Linked DNA regions of Mus musculus: region 1 is linked to region 2. A link is a contact called in public Hi-C data. All regions are on one chromosome and are shown on one strand. The core of a region is the stretch at or near the end of the contact, and the rest is flanking DNA. Distances in the headings are between cores, read along the strand shown. Region 1 holds the start of Glul (glutamate-ammonia ligase (glutamine synthetase)). Region 2 holds the start of Odr4 (odr4 GPCR localization factor homolog).

Region 1 (4,586 bases), core at 749-3,248, 3.5 Mb after region 2:
CAAAAGAATGAGGGTCCCGGAGTTCATCTCCAGCAACCATGTAAGAAGTCATCTGCAATGCAGGTAACTTCTTCAAGCTGTGCAGAGGCAGATCCAGAAAGATCCCTGGGAGTCACCGGGCAACCAAGTTAGTTAAGTTGCAGTTACAAGTTCAATGTCAGACCCTGTCTCAAAAAAAAAAAAAAAAAGTAGAGGGTGATAGAAGACACCTAAAGTCATCCTCTGACCTCTACACATATGGATGCAGTGTATAACACACACGTGCATGTGTGCATACATGCATGCACACACAGAGTAATCATGGAAAGAAACGACTCAGTCTCTTCAGATTATATTGACCTATGAGATGACATCGTCTTCCTAACACTCCTCATGTTCCAGGTCCCACTGTCATCCCCGCTACAAATGCTAAGACAGAGCTTGTGTGGCTACTAATTTGGCTACTACTCAGAATGAACTTGGGTTTGCCCGACGTGAAGCCCCGCTGTTGAACAACCTCATGGTAAAACGCTTCACACAGTACTGACTAGGACACAGAATTTGCAAGGTGCCTTTCTGGTCCAAAGCCTATTCAAATCCCCACCTGTGGGGCATGCTGCTTCTGTGAGCCACTGTGTCAGACACACTCAGGGGAAATTGACAGAGGTTGACCTAACAGGCCGAGCTATGTGTGTGGGGTCACAGGCAACCTTTCTTTTTCATATTTGTGGTGCATACACAGAAGCAGAAGCACAAACTTCATCCCTTCCTCTTCCAAAGGCACTGAGAGCGTGGGTTTCTGGCATCTAGAGAGAAAACTTCATCTCGAATGCCAGAAGTCCTGAAAGATAAAGCCCAGCCATGAGGTGGATTTCATGTACTAGAAAGAGACTGCTCAGAGCATAGCATTAATAACAATATATGGGCCACGTCTATTTTTTTACAGGTAAATTCTGTGCACATTTTCAGCTTGTCTCACTACAGTATTCACACACTATCTCAGCCATCACTGCAGGGTTAAGAAAGGAAAGAGAAAACTCTCATTCCCTCTCCCCCAACACACACACACAGTTAAAAACAACTTGGGAAGCAAAGCCAGGGGTTCCCCCCACCCCTCTTGCTTTTTTGTTTGTTTTCTCTGTGAAACCCTGGTTGTCCTGGAATTCCCTCTGTAGAGAAGACTGGCCTCGAACTCAGGAGACCCACCCGCCTCTGCCTCCTGAGTGCTAGGATTAAAGGCGTGTGCCACCCCCGCTTTCCCTCCTGAGTGCTAGGATTAAAGGCATGTTGCCACCCTGCTTTCCCGGTCAACTGCTCTGAAAGTCCTTCCATCTGCTTTATTTTGCAGATCCAAGGAAAGGCTGAGAGACGGGAACACACACACACAAGGCAACATCAAATAGACTATGGACGTCCAGAATCCTCTTTATAGAAACATCACACTTGTGTTTAAACCGTGAAATCACAGTCTGACCACTTCCCCCAAATCCACTCAGGAAACCAGGAAGATAGGGTCCTCCAGGTTCTGGGAATCGTGTTTCTCTCTCTCTCTCCCCGCGCCTGATCAGGGCTCCCTGCCTCTCCCCAGCCCAACCCGTCCCCAGGCTCGCTCAACAAACAAAGGGTAAAATTCTCTTCTGGGGTTCTGGATTTTCAGTGACAGATCTCCTCGAAAACCTCTGTACCGTTAAGGAAGCAAAGAGCCGAGGCCAAATGACTCTGAGGAAGCCTCAGCCTGGGTCCGAGGGTCCAGAGGTCGCTTAAGAACGCAAGCTGCAAATGCATCCTGCACCTTCGGCCCTGGCCCTCCTCCAGCCGCCGCTGCCTCCCCTCCCCCACTCCCCTTTCTCTTTCTTTCTTCTGGGTCTCGCTCGCCCCACCCTGAGGCTCCCGCACAGTTCCTCGGCCAATGGCCTCAGGGCCCCGGCGCGCAGCAGCTGATGGGCGCGGGTTTCCTGGCCTAGGTCAGCCAATCAAGGCGACTGGGGGCGGGCACAAGCTGTCAATAAAAAGTACCGAGCAGCCAGCGACCCTGCAGAGCGGAGAATGGGAGTAGAGCAGAGTGTCTGAACAGCACGCTCACCCATCTCCTCTCCGCCTCGCTCTCCTGACCTGTTCACCCATCCATCATCCGGCCGGCCACCGCTCTGGTAAGCGCACGGAGGGTCCAGGAATGTACGGCCGCCCGGGCTGTGGGGTCGCACTCTACTTCCCAGCTCCAGTCAGCTGCTGTACGGAGCGGGATGCAGCGCTCGTGCCTCCCGCGTGTTTGCAGCGTGCGGCCCGGGCCGGCTCTGCTTGGTGTTCCTAGGACGCGCTGTGAGCCAAGCTCCGGGAAGGGCGGGGTTGCGGGTTGTTTTGATCTGTTCTATACTTGCGGCCGGAGGCGCCGCCCCGGGAGGCAGGCGCCGTTGGCTGGGGTTCACGCTGAGATGGGGGCTTTCCGGTGGTCCCAGCGGGAGAGGGTTCTTGCCTTAGGTGGGCGCAGGCGCCTTGATCCTCTCTTCCTGGCGGCGCATTTGGGGGGCGTCGTCACGCTGTGGGTGGTCTGGTTGAGGATGGTGGTCCTAAGCGTTGATGGCACCACTCCCCAGCTCCCAACGCCGTGTCCTAGGCCTTTACCATATGACCGAACAATGGAGAGCCGGAGCCCCGGAGTGGCCGGCGGGCTCCGCAGTGGAGAGGCCGCGCCAAGCGGAGGCAGCAGCGGCGCGCTGTGCCTCCCGCGGTCGCCCCACTCTCGCCACCCGGCCTCTACCCTCGCCGGGGTATGGCCCCCTGGGAGAGGCCTTGAGATCTACGCGGGCCCGAGGGTCGCGGCACCGACTTTCCGGACATTTTAGTGGGAAGGCTGCTTTCAAAGTGGATTGCCCCAACTCCTCCGGGGGCGGGAAGCGGGGATCCTCCCCCAGCCGCAAATACTCAAAGAAACCAACCATTGAAGACGTAGAAGATGGAGATTCTCGGTCCTCAGAGTCCCCTTCTAATACTTTAGGCTTCGTTGCCTACTCTGTGAACTCCGGGGAGAAGTCGAGGGTTAAGATTAAATCGCACCCGTCTTATTCCAGCACCTCCCCCTCCGAACGGTCTGGGTCCCCCACTCCATCGCCCTCGCCCAAAAAGCTCCGTTGCTTAGACCAGCGAGAAATCGAGAACGAGGAGAGGCATGAACACTGCTCTAAAAAGAGGAGGTCTAGAGAGTACAACCCCAGTGCATTTGATTCTCATTGGCTGGGGTGAGTAAAAGTCAGGGCGAAGGACCCCGGGTGCATCTGGCAACCCGCAGAAACTACTCAGAATTTTAAGAACCCATTCCACTTTGCACTACAGGGACACCAGTTGGTGCTATCTATGTACACTAGGCTGCTGGCACCCAGCTGGTCTCAGGGAACCAGGGCCAGAGGAGGAACTCAGGTTCCCCTAACAGTTCATTAATGCTGGATGTGTGTGTGTGGGGGGCGGGGGGCACGGCAGAGGAGGAAAGCTGATGAGTGGTGTAAATTGAAGCCATCTAGAATTACAATCCGGGCCTCTAAGTGGTGTAGGCAGAGGCTTTGGTTCTGCATCGGACTTGACAGCAGAGGCTCATCTGTTCCCCGGGGGAAGGGTGAGGCTTTTGGAGGGAGAGGCAGTTGTTTTCACTTGGGCAAACATGGACGGTTGCCCATAGAAACTTTGCCACTGTACTTCAGAAAGTTGCCCAAGTCATTGGAGGAGAACAATATGTTCCCTCTCCAGCTATCCGGGGAGATTAGGGAGGGAGGGGGGCATTTCCTCTTGTGTTTTGAGGCTGGTTTTTTGTAGCCTCACATTCATCGAAGATCTTGCCCCGACTCCTGTGGCTTGTAAACTTAGAAGTGGGATTTTTCTACGTACCAGAAAATATTATCCGGTGGGATCGTCAAATACTGTTAATTTTCACATTGAAATCTGTCTCTGGAGTAAGGCTTTTCACCACAGTAATGAAGTCAGCAGTTGAGGCCTGGTGTGGAGGGGGCATACCTTTAATCCCAGCTCTCAGGAGGCAGAGACTGGTAGATCCTCTGATTTTGAGGAAAGCTTGGTGTAAATAATGAGTAAGTAATTACTAGGACAGAGAGAGGGCTTGTTGAGATTTCTCTGTCTCAAAAAAAAAAAAAAAAAACCAAAAAACCAGTCAGCAGTGTGCTCCTTGGAGTATGGCTTTACTTTTTACCACCTTAGTGGTGGCAGATAATACAGGTCCTTTCTTTCTCCCAGGAATATGTTAGCCTTTAAAGTCTTACAGCTAGCCCTAGTATTTCATTGTGTAATCTAAAGATGGTGGTGGCATACACCTTTAATTCTAGCGTTCAGGATGCTGAGAGGGGCAGATCTAATTTGATTCTGAGGCTAGCCTGGTCGGCATAAGTTCCAGGGCTCCACAATGAGACTTTGTCTCAAATAAGTAGATAGTCTAAATGTAGGTATGTAGGGATTACAATGGGTTGTGTGTCCCTTAAGGTTGTTCCAAGAGCTGAGCGGTGGTGGCACATGCCTTTATTTAATCCCAGCACTTGGGAGGCAGAGGCAGGTGGATTTCTGAGTTCAAGGCCAGCCTGGTCTACAAAGTGAGCTCCAGGACAACC
Region 2 (4,655 bases), core at 1,459-3,958:
ATTCAACAGCCTAAATTGCAAGAAATAAAAGTTAGCATTTTGGGGGGAAAAGCGATTTCTGATGTTTTAGCATTGGTGGACAGGCAATAGAACAAAAAGAGTGGCCCATTCCCAAAACTCTCCTATTTCTTGCAGTGATCATTTATAAAATAAGGCATTCTTTTCTGTACAACTAAAATGCAGCTTTGGAAATCTTTTTTTTTTTTAATTTTTTAAATTTATTTTATTTATGTGAGTACACTGTCGCTGTCTTCAGACACACCAGAAGAGAGCATCAGATCTCATTACAGATGGTTGTGAGTAACCATGTGGTTGATGGGAATTGAACTTAGGACCTCTGAAAGAGCAGTCAGTGGTCTTAACTGCTGAGCCATCTCTCCAGCTCCCAGCTTTGGAATTCTTAGTACAGTGCTATAAGAAAAAACTCCCGCTGCTAGGCAGTGGTGGCGCACGCCTTTAATCCTAGCACTTGGGAGGTAGAGGCAGGTGGATTTCTGAGTTCGAGGCCAGCCTGGTCTACAGAGTGAGTTCCAGGACAGCCAGGGCTACACAGAGAAACCCTGTCAAAAAAAAAAAGAAAGAAAGAAAGAACTCCCTTGGGGCCAGAGTGGTGGCTTAACGGTTAGCAGCCCATGCTGCTTTTCCACAGAGCTTGGGTTCGGTTTCCAGCATCCAAGTCCAGAGGTGCACAAATGCCTTTAGCTGCAACTCCAGGAAATCTGACTCCCACTTCTCAAGTCTGCACACATGTAGCTTGTTCACACAAATATACACACCAAACGATAATAAATCCAAAAATCTTTTGAGAAAAGAAAAGAAGGAACAAGAGTCCCAGCCAGATATGGTGGTGCAAGCCTGGAATTGCTGTACCCTTGAGGATGAAACAGACTTGGCGCTTTGAGCTGGAGGCCAGCCAAAGCTATATAGTGAGTTCTGGGACAATCTGATCTAAAGAGTGAAACCCTGCCTGGAAAGACACAGGAAGAAAACAAAACAACAATAACAAATATAATTACCAATTGCCATGAGAAAGCAAAGTTACTTCTCACTCTTGGGATAAGGAAATAAGGATACCATTCAACACATCTAATTTCTTATTTTAGATCTACTCCTTAGCTGCATTCTCTATGACAATTTATTGGTGAACTTCGATATTCTTGTTTCTAAAATATGGAAGCTGAATTTCTGATTAGTTCATTAAGAGGAGAGAGACTCAAATTTGTTTACCCAATAGTGACTGTAAAACGACTGTTTTCTACAAATTGTGCAAGGTGGGAAGGCACAAATGTGTGATTGCTGCTATGAGACAACTCCTAATAACAGCCACTTAGGTAACCAGTCTGCAATGACAATTATCTATATTGCTTCAATTCTACACGGGACATTTTTCTAAGGACTTCACATGTATTGATATTTAATACAAATTCCTGCACGGTAAGTACTATTATTGTCGTCTCCGTTTTATACATAAAGAAATCAAAAAGAAATGTTAAATAACTCCTCCAAATGACTAAAGTAGTGAGTGTGAAAGGTGGGATTTAAGTTCTCTCAATCTGTTTTGCTTGCGGTGGCAATGATACTCAGCCCTTCAATTGAATCATTGCAGGAACATCTCCTGTTCTCATCTCCTGTCCTCTTCTTCAGCTTGTGAATTCAGTTATGAATCTCCTACTAATTTAATCCCTCCCATCCCCTTCATTAAGACAGAGCCTGACTCCTAACACAGGCTGTCCTGGAATGATAACCCCCCCACCTCTTAATCCCTGTAGCTGACACCACAGGCATGTGCTCTCCTTATTTTCAATCAAAAGGCAACAAATTCTTCCAGAAAAGTACCCAGCCATGAAACGAAGTACACGCTGATATTGCTGAGTCGTGTTCGGGAAACAGACATAGTTCTGTTACTGTGGCAAAATGACAAGTGTCTCAATAAAACTGTCCTAAAAATGTTAAAATTAAAAACGTCAACATCAGACATTTGCCTGCAATGTCATCTTACTACATAAACAACAAAATTTGATTTTTTTTCTGTTTAAAATATTAACCAGACTACTTTAATTTCGCACTAAGTCATTCGGTACCTCACACCCACAAAAGCATGTAGGTACCAGGTTTGACACTAAGCTAATCTCCTCCGAACAGGGCTTGAGTGTGCACCAGTGACTGACTGTTCCATATGGTCCCTAAATCCTTTCTTTTCTCCCCGAAAAGGAAGCTGGTGGTGCCCGGGTGCACACATATTCCTTGGCCGACTAACTTGATCTCAGAATGTGCACATGTGGCAAATAAATCCCTGGAGCTTTCTGTCAGCGAGAGAACTCGAGTTAGGGTACAAGTAGCTACCTTCAAAGGCCAGGTGCCACTCAGGTCCCCACGTCCACAGCCAATGATCTCATCAGAAAGCGACAGCAGAGACACTTCCTACTCCAAACGCGGGTCGCGGCCCCAACGGGTGCAGACTGATGACGCAAGCCGTCCCGCACCCATCTCCGCAGCTCTTCTACCCAAGCGAGGGAGGCCTGCACCCCGCCCCTCTCGGGGCACCGTTAAGATCGTGGCGGTAGCCCAGAGCCTGTCGAGACACCCTGCCGTGACCCATGACCTCTGGTGGCTCGGCTTCTAGAAGTGGCCACAGAGGAGTACCCATGACATCCCGGGGTTTTGACGGTAAGGTCGTCTTGCTCCTCCGGGATAAGGACGAGGGTGGCTGCGTACTTATGTAGCGCCCCCGCGCGGGCACTCGTCACAGCCATAGGAGGCGAGCCGGGGGCGGGGAGAAAGAAGGAAGTGGGGCGAGAGGTGCGGCCTGAGCGCGCGTAAGCGGGTGAGAAATACACTACATTTCCCAAGAGTCTCTGGGGCTGGAAACCGGTGAAATCCCCAAAAAACTGGGGCCGAGGCTGCTGTGAACTCGCTTTCCCAGCGTGCCTAGCTCCCGGTGGCTGCGTGCGCAGAGAGGGCGCGGCGGCGCGGCTCTGGCTGCACCTAACGCGGGACTCTCTTTCCCAGGGTCCCGCCGCGGGAGTCTCAGGCGGGCAGGCGCGCGAGAGACCGCGAGCGAGGCGGCGGACGGGGCGGCTCCGGCGGCTGGGCTCCGCGCTTCTCCTTGCTCCTTGGCTTCTCCTTCAGCCGCTGCGGCTGTTGCCGCGATCCCGGCCGACATGGCGGCGGTGTTGCAGCAAGTGCTGGAGCGCCCGGAACTGAACAAACTGCCGAAGTCGACGCAGAACAAACTTGAGAAGTTCCTGGCCGAGCAGCAGTCCGAGATCGACTGCCTGAAGGGGCGGCACGAGAAATTTAAGGTGGAGAGTGGTAAGTGTGGAGACGCTCTTCGCGCTCCGGTCTGGAGCTGGGGCCCGACCTCCTTTGCACGCCTGCCCTCTTCTCCCTGGTGAGGTGTTCAGGTAGCAGCTTCTCAGGCTCCATGTGCAGCGGAGGCCTTCTCTCTTCTCCCCGCTGTGTGGTTTAGATCGGGGGGCGGGGGGATCCTCCCCGATCTAAATCCACCTTCGTTTACCTCGGTTTCCTTTTACTAAGCGTAGTCTTCTGTGGAAACTCCTCAATGGGCCCACCGACAGAAACTGGAGAATTTGGCCCAGTTTGCACCAGATTTTTAGGACTATGCAATCCTAATCTAATGTTGTTTTGCTGTACTTTAAATGACAGTTAAGCGCCCCCCCCCCAGTTTGTTTGTTTTTAAACTGGATTTATAAGCCTTTACCCATTTCCCCCCTTTAGTGCCTTGTTTTAGTGTGTATAGCACCCTGTGATCTAATAATGCAGTAGATGGTCGCGATGAGGAATTTGTATACAAAAGGACGGTACTAGAAAGAGCAATGAAATGCGATAAATGAATATATGGTGGTTCTCCCAGAGCGTTGAGACTTGATAGGAAATATATAATAAAAATATCTGCTTGTACGTTCTTGTCGTTGCTTTTGTATAAGGAAATTAGAGACATAGCTTAAATATTCTTGGGAGAAAGAAAACAGTTATTTAAAAAACAGAGCCGGGCGGTGGTGGCGGCGCACGCCTTTAATCCTAGCACTTGGGAGGCAGAGGCAGTCGTATTTCTGAGTTCAAGGCCAGCCTGGTCTACAGAGTGAGTTCCAGGACAGCCAGGGCTACACAGAGAAACCCTGTCTCGAAAAAAAAAAGAAAGAAAAAACAGAATTTTTTGTCACATGTTTTGGTTTATCATTAATTGAGGGAATGGGGTCTATAGTATGGTAGATTGATTAGAAATTTCCACCTAATTTAATTTTTTTCTTCAATAAAGTGTAGTTATCAAGCAACGTTGATAAGTAAAAATATCCAGTTATTTTGTGACTCTTAAGAAGTTTGTATAATATACTGTATTCTGTTAATTAATTTACACACAGTCAATACTGAGTAATTTATATGTCCCAATAATGGGATGAAGTAGACAAATGCAGTCCCTTTTTGTGGGAAGTCTGCATGTTTATTTTTACAGAAATTTAGGCATCATTTAAATTATTTTTACATTAACCCCTTTAAAACAATGCACTTTTTAATTAAGTATTTTTATTTATTAGGTAACTTATATTTAAATGTTTAATAATCTCCTGAGATCTGGAGAAAATACAACCTTGCCTGCCTAGATGAAATTAATTTATGAACCCTCTTTTAGTCAA

What was found. A called contact is a pair of places that touch in the nucleus more often than the background predicts.
Region 1: a contact with region 2 is called in a Hi-C map of CD8 T cells, with 4 times the contacts expected there. The contact joins the promoter of Glul here to the promoter of Odr4 in region 2. A contact is called at or near these places in 3 of 484 Hi-C or Micro-C datasets (CD4 T cells and CD8 T cells).

Annotation. Positions count from the first base shown.
Region 1 is chr1:153,897,931-153,902,516 of GRCm38.p6, forward strand. It overlaps Glul (glutamate-ammonia ligase (glutamine synthetase)), which reads left to right and starts at 1,999. Exons shown (of 7, transcript NM_008131.4): 1 at 1,999-2,129. It overlaps Gm38440 (a long non-coding RNA gene), which reads right to left and starts at 1,846. Exons shown (of 2, transcript XR_387481.3): 1 at 1,665-1,846; 2 at 1-820. Mir8114 (microRNA 8114) reads left to right here and starts at 1,996; the gene lies at 1,996-2,106.
Region 2 is chr1:150,390,347-150,395,001 of GRCm38.p6, forward strand. It overlaps Odr4 (odr4 GPCR localization factor homolog), which reads right to left and starts at 2,709. Exons shown (of 14, transcript NM_145511.2): 1 at 2,344-2,709; 2 at 1-10. It overlaps Tpr (translocated promoter region, nuclear basket protein), which reads left to right and starts at 2,492. Exons shown (of 52, transcript NM_133780.3): 1 at 2,492-2,667; 2 at 3,010-3,312. The coding sequence starts at 2,598.